2 separate regions of the Gossypium arboreum genome follow, and region 1 is linked to region 2. Evidence: chromatin contacts called from public Hi-C data. All regions are on one chromosome and are shown on one strand. The core of a region is the stretch at or near the end of the contact, and the rest is flanking DNA. Distances in the headings are between cores, read along the strand shown. Region 1 holds the start of LOC108458486 (probable 2-oxoglutarate-dependent dioxygenase SLC1). Region 2 holds the start of LOC108457870 (vacuolar protein-sorting-associated protein 37 homolog 1).

What was found. A called contact is a pair of places that touch in the nucleus more often than the background predicts.
Region 1: a contact with region 2 is called in a Hi-C map of leaf, with 3 times the contacts expected there. The contact joins the promoter of LOC108458486 here to the promoter of LOC108457870 in region 2. A contact is called at or near these places in 2 of 5 Hi-C or Micro-C datasets (both in leaf).

What each region holds. Positions count from the first base shown.
Region 1 is chr4:95,210,260-95,214,369 of ASM2569848v2, forward strand. It overlaps LOC108458486 (probable 2-oxoglutarate-dependent dioxygenase SLC1), which reads left to right and starts at 2,619. Exons shown (of 3, transcript XM_017757907.2): 1 at 2,619-2,673; 2 at 2,764-3,634; 3 at 3,712-4,110. The coding sequence starts at 2,771. The coding sequence ends at 3,957.
Region 2 is chr4:94,671,457-94,675,533 of ASM2569848v2, forward strand. LOC108457870 (vacuolar protein-sorting-associated protein 37 homolog 1) reads right to left here and starts at 2,170. Exons shown (of 7, transcript XM_017757056.2): 1 at 1,799-2,170; 2 at 435-659; 3 at 76-163. The coding sequence starts at 1,812. It overlaps LOC108459605 (a long non-coding RNA gene), which reads right to left and starts at 4,064. Exons shown (of 2, transcript XR_001867387.2): 1 at 3,713-4,064; 2 at 3,183-3,461.

The sequences.
Region 1 (4,110 bases), core at 1,369-3,868, 540 kb after region 2:
TATTGAAGAGAGATATTAGCATAATTTAGGGATTTCTTCAGATCAAGATACTAAGTGAAGAAATTGAGTAATTTGGATTGATAATGACATATGAAGTCTAGGTGAATTCTTTCTTGGGTATTATTTCGCTTCTTGATTGTTAATAGTTTATTTTCCTAACTTGTTCTTTTTCGCGTTCATAGTTAATTTTAGTTTTAATTAACTACTCGAATTTATCAATTAAATAATAGAAAGATGGTAATTACTAGTACTTTTAGTCTTAGTGGGAATGATATATTTACTCACTGTAGCTATACTATTAATTGATAGGTGCACTTGTTTTAGTCAAATTTTTAGTTAGTTTACGACTACATCAAAATTCTAGTACAAAATCAATTAATTTTATGCTAATTACAACAGATTTGCTATTAATTGGATATTAAGCTTTCCATTCACATGCCATATTCTCTTATACACGTAGTCAAGTTATATATTTGATAAACTAAAAATTAAATATTAAAAATAAATACTGAAAAATAATTGTTGTCAACAACTTTTTAGTTAAGTCGCAAGACCATTAATTGCGTAATTTAATTTATAAAATTTGTTAAGTATATCATTAAAAATTAAATATTGAATTTAATTAAATTATTTAATAATAATAATAATATAATTTTAAATGAAATAGAATAAGAAAATAATTAAAATTTTCAACATTTTTATCAAATAAAGCCTAATTTAATTAGATTAAAGTGACATTGAAATATCTATTTGAACCAACCCAACTTGAGTTACTATTGGATGATAAAAAATATTTTTTAATTAAATTAATTTTGAAATATATAAATACTAATATAAAAACAAAATTTAATTTCTTTTAATTGTGAAAATGGTCACCACAGTCCATCCAAATTGAACTTGAAGCACAATCTTTCAAAAATAAAAAATAAAAATTGGATCGTTGTATAATCTACAAACTTCAATTTTATCCCCCTTCATAATATTTCTGGTTTCATCCTTATTAACCGCAAAGGTGAAGCCAGGAGCTGGCAATGGCTTTGCCCCTGAAATTAAAAATATTCAATTTAATTTCTTTAGAAATAATTAAATTATAAATTAATCTTTGATAAAATTGTACTTTTATCTTTTCAAGATATGAAAAAGCTCTATTTAATCCCTTCCCCCTTCATCAACAAATTTAAAAACTTGATTTTCAATTCAAAATTTTAAAATAATATTTTCACAAAAAAAAAATGGTCAAAAGTATGTATAGCGTAACAAGGAGATGAGCGTCCATCAAATAACTGTATCAAACTTGTAAACCATAAACCCTAGTGGTTTCTTAATTATATATTAATAATCCATTGCTATTTTGACGAAATTTACGTGTAAATGAGTTGCTTATTGGTTGATCGGTTGATCCTACGTATAGTCACGAGCATGAACTGTATTTGTAATTCATAGAGTTTATATTATATGTCTGTAAAATAATTTAGTTTAAACCAATGCGAAACAAGTTTTTTATATTGTATGTTATGAAAAATAATTAAAATAAGTGATACCACAACTTGTCAACTCTATGTTTTGATGTCGACAACCTTTTTCTCCCTTTTTTGTAAGCTTATGTGTCGTCGTGTTTTGTTTTGGAATTTTCGAAAATAATTCGTAAATTCATTTGTTTTATTGTTTTCGAACTTGTGTGCAAAAACAACAGCCAGCAAAACGCATTGTAGCTGTGTCGATCGAATCCAAAACTTGATGGGCTTTTTCTTAGGGGACCATTAAAAGGGAGAGTAGTCAATTTACACCGATACAATATTTATTAGCTTCACAGGCTTGTACGATTTCGTATATGAATATGGATACCAAACCCATCTATAGGTTTAGAGTTTAAATTTTATAAGTAGATAAAATAATATTAAATTATTTAGAAATTCGATCTAACTTAGGAATGAAAGGTTAAAATCACAAGTGATGCTGTAAATGGTTGAGAAAACATATCTCTAATTTAATTTCTTCACATAGGTATCTTTAAGTTAGACATAAGATTGAGCTCTTAACAGAGAAAACTAGTGGTGTGGTAATAATTAAAGGTATAACTTGTTCTTTGACCAAGAATAAACCCAAACTCAAAATAAAAAATTTCCTAAATGAAGAGAAATCATATTCATTTGTAGTGAGCGAAGATAGGAAAGGGACCCCACTGACGATGAGCTGCATGCAAAAAGTCAGAGGCATGAGACAGATGAGAAAGAGTTATATTATTTGTCTAAATGTGAATTTAATTAAATAGATTATAGTATATAATTAAGTTTACTATTTAAAATTTGATAATGATATTTATATTAAATAAAAGAATTTCTTTAAGTTGTAAAACCAAACAAATTACCAAGTTAATAGTAATGAGGAGGCAATAGATGATTTGACTGATTAATTATTAGTAGAATTTTGTAGTCCTTACTTTCCTTTATGATTTTGACTCATTATTTGTCAACGGTTTTGGTTTACATAATGGAAGCAGTCAGTTCCTGGGATCCATAAATCCGAATCCGGTTTTTTCCCCAAAACTTGCTTCTGTAGTCTTCCCTTCCCTCCATTCTCTCCTATAAATACATCAAACTCCAAACCCCCCCCCCCCCTCGTTCATTCACATCCCTATTCCCTCCCACTTGCTTCATTTCCTTTGTTTATTAGGTGGTTACTCGGTCTTTCTTCATTTCTCTCATATTCATATGCAAACATTAACTTATATTGTGAATTATTTTTGGTTGTTGTTATGAACAGGGAATTCATGTGTCCCTCTGCAATGGCACTAACTAACGATGATGAGTTCCAGAAAGGAGTGAAGCATCTTTTCGAAAATGGAGTTAGCAAACTTCCCAACAAGTACATATTGCCAGTTTCGGATCGACCCAAAGTAGATAAAGAGCATCCAAATGCAACTAAGTCTAGTCTTAAACTGCCTGTAATCGATTTTGCTGAATTACAAGGCCCGAATCGGTCCGAAGTCCTCAACTCCCTCTCCTCCGCTTGCGAAGAATATGGATTCTTTCAGGTGGTGAATCACGGTATCCCCATTGAAGCTATAAGAAGCATGATCGATGTGAGTACCAGGTTCTTCGGTCTCCCGTACGAGGAAAGAGCAAAGTACATGTCATCCGACATGACCTCGCCTGTTCGATATGGGACTAGCTTAAACCAGAGAAAAGATTCAGTGTTCTGTTGGAGAGATTTCTTAAAGCTTGTCTGCCATCCATTGTCGGATGTTCTCCCTCATTGGCCATCCTGTCCCATGGACTTCAGGGAAGTGGCGGCTACCTACGCAAGAGAAACCAAGTGGTTGTTTATAAGGATCACGGAGGCCATCCTGGAGAGCCTGGGCCTGTGGGGTGCCACCACTGAGGAAAAGACAGAAGAAGATGATGAAATACTAAAGCAGTTCCATGATGGAAGCCAGCTAATGGTGGTTAACTGTTTCCCTCCCTGCCCTGAACCTGACCTCACCTTAGGAATGCCACCACACTCGGATTACGGTTTCTTGACCCTTCTTCTCCAGGATGAAGTCGAGGGTTTACAAATCCAATACAAAGGCAAATGGATCACTGTTGAACCTATGCCCAATTCCTTCGTGGTTAACGTCGGTGATCACCTTGAGGTGACCTCTAATTTCAACTCATTTAGCAACGTGGCTTATGTTATATGATTACTGAGTTTGGTTTGCGTTATTTGCAGATATTTAGCAACGGAAGATACAAAAGTGTGCTGCACAGAGTATTTGTGAACCCAGCAAAGCCACGACTATCGGTGGCCTCACTGCACAGTCTGCCTTTCAATTGCATGGTTGGACCATCACCTAAACTGATTGACCAAGTAAATCCACGGCGTTATAAAGATACAGATTTTGCCACTTTCCTTGAATACATTTCATCTTGTGAGCCCAAGAAAAAGAATTTCTTGGAGTCTAGGAAATTGACATGAGCCCAGAAATTGGAAAGAAAACAATGTGTGTTGACTTTTGTTATAGCATATTACCAATTAATTATTAGGTAGACAGTATTAGTTGAAATGCATGTATATTGTTTAATTTGAATTTATATTTTGTTTTGTTTTCTTTAGGTCAACTATAATGTG
Region 2 (4,077 bases), core at 920-3,419:
AAAAACAAAAAGAGCATAATTCTTCATTTGAAAAGGTGAGATCAAATAAAATAAGCTCAATTTTTTACTACTCACATTGTTTTGGATTTTAACCTGGTCAACTGATAGTAAGAACTGATTGTAAGCATCCTTGTCAGACAAAAGCTTCCGTAATTCATCAACACTAAGAAAATAAGAGAGTGATTAGGAGTTGCAAGATGCGCTATTAATTAAAACAAGCATTTTTACTTCTGTAAGTACCCAACATTTAAGAAGCCACAAATGCAAATAATAAAAAAGGGAAGATGGATAAAATGAATAAAAGAGCATAATCGATCATTAGTAAAGCACAAAAGCAATAAGGAATAAGAATCTTAAATTTCTTTCATAGAAGGAAATGAAGATTTCCTTGCCAATAGCAAGGTGGACTGGAGTGCAAAAACCAGACATCTAACCTTTTGTCCTTTAAAAGAGCAATGATTCCTGCAGCTTCAGAGGGTGAAACTTGCGAGGGAGAATGTGGCCTTTCTGAAGGCCTCTGTAAGTTGAAGCTGTTAGATGCACTGCTACCTGGCGTTGAAGGCCGGGAAGAATTTGTGGAGCTAACACCAGGAGGAGGATACCAAGAATGTGAAGAACCCTCTTGTGGACGTGGCTGAGCTTGTTGCTCCTGTGAACCCCTGCATCATGATCAAAATTTTAGTGCAACCAAATATAAATGTCACAAAGCATGTGAGTGAAAAAAATAAAAAACTCCAGCTGAAGTTAGAAATATCGCTATCAAGTTTTAACTTTTGATCATTACTGCACAAGTACAACTACAACACAACTTTAGTGGCTTCACAGCATTTAGAAATGCCATTTTCTCATTTGGCATTGTTGCTATTGCAGCAATTAGAAAAACGTTGGTCCAAGTGCACTTAAGATTGTATTTTCCTCTGATTTAAGGGTTTGGGATTTTGAGTAGTAGTAGTAGGAATAGTATTAAACAATGATACAATTTATTGACCATTTGACAGAGTTACCCCTATTGAGATAATCCAACATAAGGCGCATATACTGCCGGAGCATATTAAAACGACAGGGTAATAGCACCAAAAACGCATGAAGCATGTCCACAGTTGCCCTCACATGATGAGCAATTAAGAGATGCTCTATGTAAACCCAACTTCATGAAACATGTCCACAATTTAGACTTGCCCTAACATGATGAGCAATTAAGAGATGCTCTATGTAAAACCAGCATCATGAAACATGTCTACACTTTAGACTTGCCCTAACATGATGAGCAATTAAGATGTGCTCATCTGAAATCCAACTTCATGAAAATAGATATTACCGACTAAATCCCACATTTATTCTATTTCATACAACAGCCAAAAGGAGGAAGAAGAGCGGACACTTTTGGTTTAGCTGCAGTTTCTGAAACATGTTTATCACTTTAAAAAAAATACAATAACCCAGCTTTCCTTTAGCACAAATTTTAGTTTCTTTGATGATCGAACAGCCTCTTAATACGCCCAAAAGGAAGGAAACGGTGATTCTAAAAATACAATACACATTAAAATTCCAAAGAAAAAAGAATTAATAGGAAAAAAATTTCCCAAAATCCAGCAAACCCACAATTATATTAATAAAAAGAAATTCTGAAGAAAGTTCGATCGAAGTCACAAATCCAAGTGAAATTAGTCAAATTCGCAGGCAATTTATATAAGAAACCCCCCTCAAAATAAGGCTGAATCGGAAAAAAAACGAAATAATAGAATCCAATAATCCAAATAAATCAATAGAGATTAAAGAGGTAACAAAGAAAACATACCAGAACCTGAACATAGCTCGCAAGCGGGTGGCTTGTTGATCGTTGGATAATCAATCAACCCAATAAATAGAAACCAAAAAAAAAATGAAAAACAGCGTTAGAGTCGTAGACGAAGAAAAGATTATTTGTTCCTTACAGAGTAAGAAAATATTATTTCGGATTTTTAATTAAAAAGAAACTGAGTCTAAGAGATTATATTTAAGGAGGTCTAAAATCAACGAGACAAAAGTTTTTTTAGTTCTTAAAAAAAAAAAAACAGTTTTAGGTACATTTGGTGGGTTATTATTGGTTTTGGACACCGACGATGAAGCATCTGAGTAGAAGAAACTTGTTGAAAAACAATTAATCTTAAAATATGTTATAAATTTAAAATTTATATTTAGAAAACTTTTTTTTTGAAAATTAATAACAGAACAACAAACATGATTAGTACGGTTTGAACTCAAGTCACATTGAGACAATAGCACTTTTAATCATTAGATCATCATATGGGTTCTTAATTTTAAAAATTTAATCTATTTAATTTTAAAATTATAAAATTCAAGTGGAATTGTTAACACTATATTTTTTATACTAACAAAAAAATAACAGTATTATTAATACTAGATGTGAATTCAAAAATATAAAAAATAAAATAAAAAACTTAAAATGATTAAATTTTAAATTTATAAAAATTACAATAACCTATTACATCTTTTAAAAAAAATTGGAAAATTCAGAAAAAACTTTCTTTTAAGCTTTAATGGGATCTGATCATCATCTTCTGATTTCGTTAATGTATAATTTGACTAATATATGAAAAAGTTCCTTATTGTTTAATTTAACTCTTATATTATTTTTGTAGTTAAATAAATTCCATAATTCTTTTACTTATAGAAGTTCTTTTGAAATTTTAAATTAATTTATATTTTATGCGAATGTGAATTTAATGAGAATAATTTATTAAATAAAAATCAAATTTTGAAAGGAAATTAAAAATTTTTAGGATGCTTATATACATAATACAATTAATTTTTTTAAAATACTTATCACTCTTTTAAGTTTTATATTAATATTAAAAGTGCATATAATTTTTATTGTATGCTCAAATATTTTGTTTCATTAATACTTTTCGAGAAAAGATATGAGAATGTAGTAATGAATTCTATCATTACAGATAGAAAATATTTATCTTATTCAGACTGAAACAAACAAATATTATTACAATATTTGATAATACAAAATTAGTTGAAAGCTTTAGAAAAGCTAATATATCAATATTAAAAAGTACAAAATTTGTGATGGTTAATCCATTAATTTTCAAATATATTCACTATTATGGATATCATATTGAGATTGTGAATAAGAAAATATTATATTTTATATGAATCAATGGAGGATTGAGTTATTGATTACTCTTGTTATTAAATTGAATTAACTTTGTAATGAGCCAAAATTACCCGGCCCAAATCACTAAATAACAAACCCAATACAAACCCCAAACTAACCCAAAACCTTAAGCCCAATACTATGGCCCAAATTTTTTTTTCAGAAACAGCAAACCCTAGCACTTAGGCACTCCCTTTGGCCGGCGCCGCCTCCACCCTCACACCACACCCGCATTTCGCGCCTCCACGTTCGCTCCATGTAGGTGTTACGCTCGCGCCTCCATACCTACGAAAAACTAGGAAGCAGTACCAGAAAGTGCAACGAAATAGGAGTAAGTTGTTTTGTTTTTTTTCCTTTTCAGCTATAAAGGCCGAAACAAAATCATTGTAAAAGGGGAGACGAAATACAAAAGATACATAAAATCAATTGCAAAGAAATAAGTGCAAAGGAAATTTAAAAGGTGATCCTTCAGTTCATTCTTTTCGTTTTTTTTATTTCTTTCCATACATACGAAAATATAAAAAAGGAAAAGGAGAAAGATCTTACCTGAACCCACCGTCGTGGCGCCGGAGAAGCCCTCTCTAAAATCGAAGCTTGGCTCAAAATGGCGGTTGAGCTGCTTCTCTTTGATCTGTCGAAGAAGAACAAGGGGTGGTTCAAAGATGGAATATCCTTTGTTTTTAAGCAGTAAATGAGTTTTAATGATTTTTTTTTTGGTTAAAAAAGAAACAAATCCAACGGCGCTCTAAATGGGTGAATTTGTGCATTTTCACCCTAAATGGGTAAATTTCACAACTGGTTCCTCGCTTTTGTGTCCTCATTTGATTAGGCCATTTTTGTATGACTTTCGTTTTTTCAAATCTTCCCTGGGATTTATGCACCGTTACAGTTTGGTCAACGTTGAAGCGCTG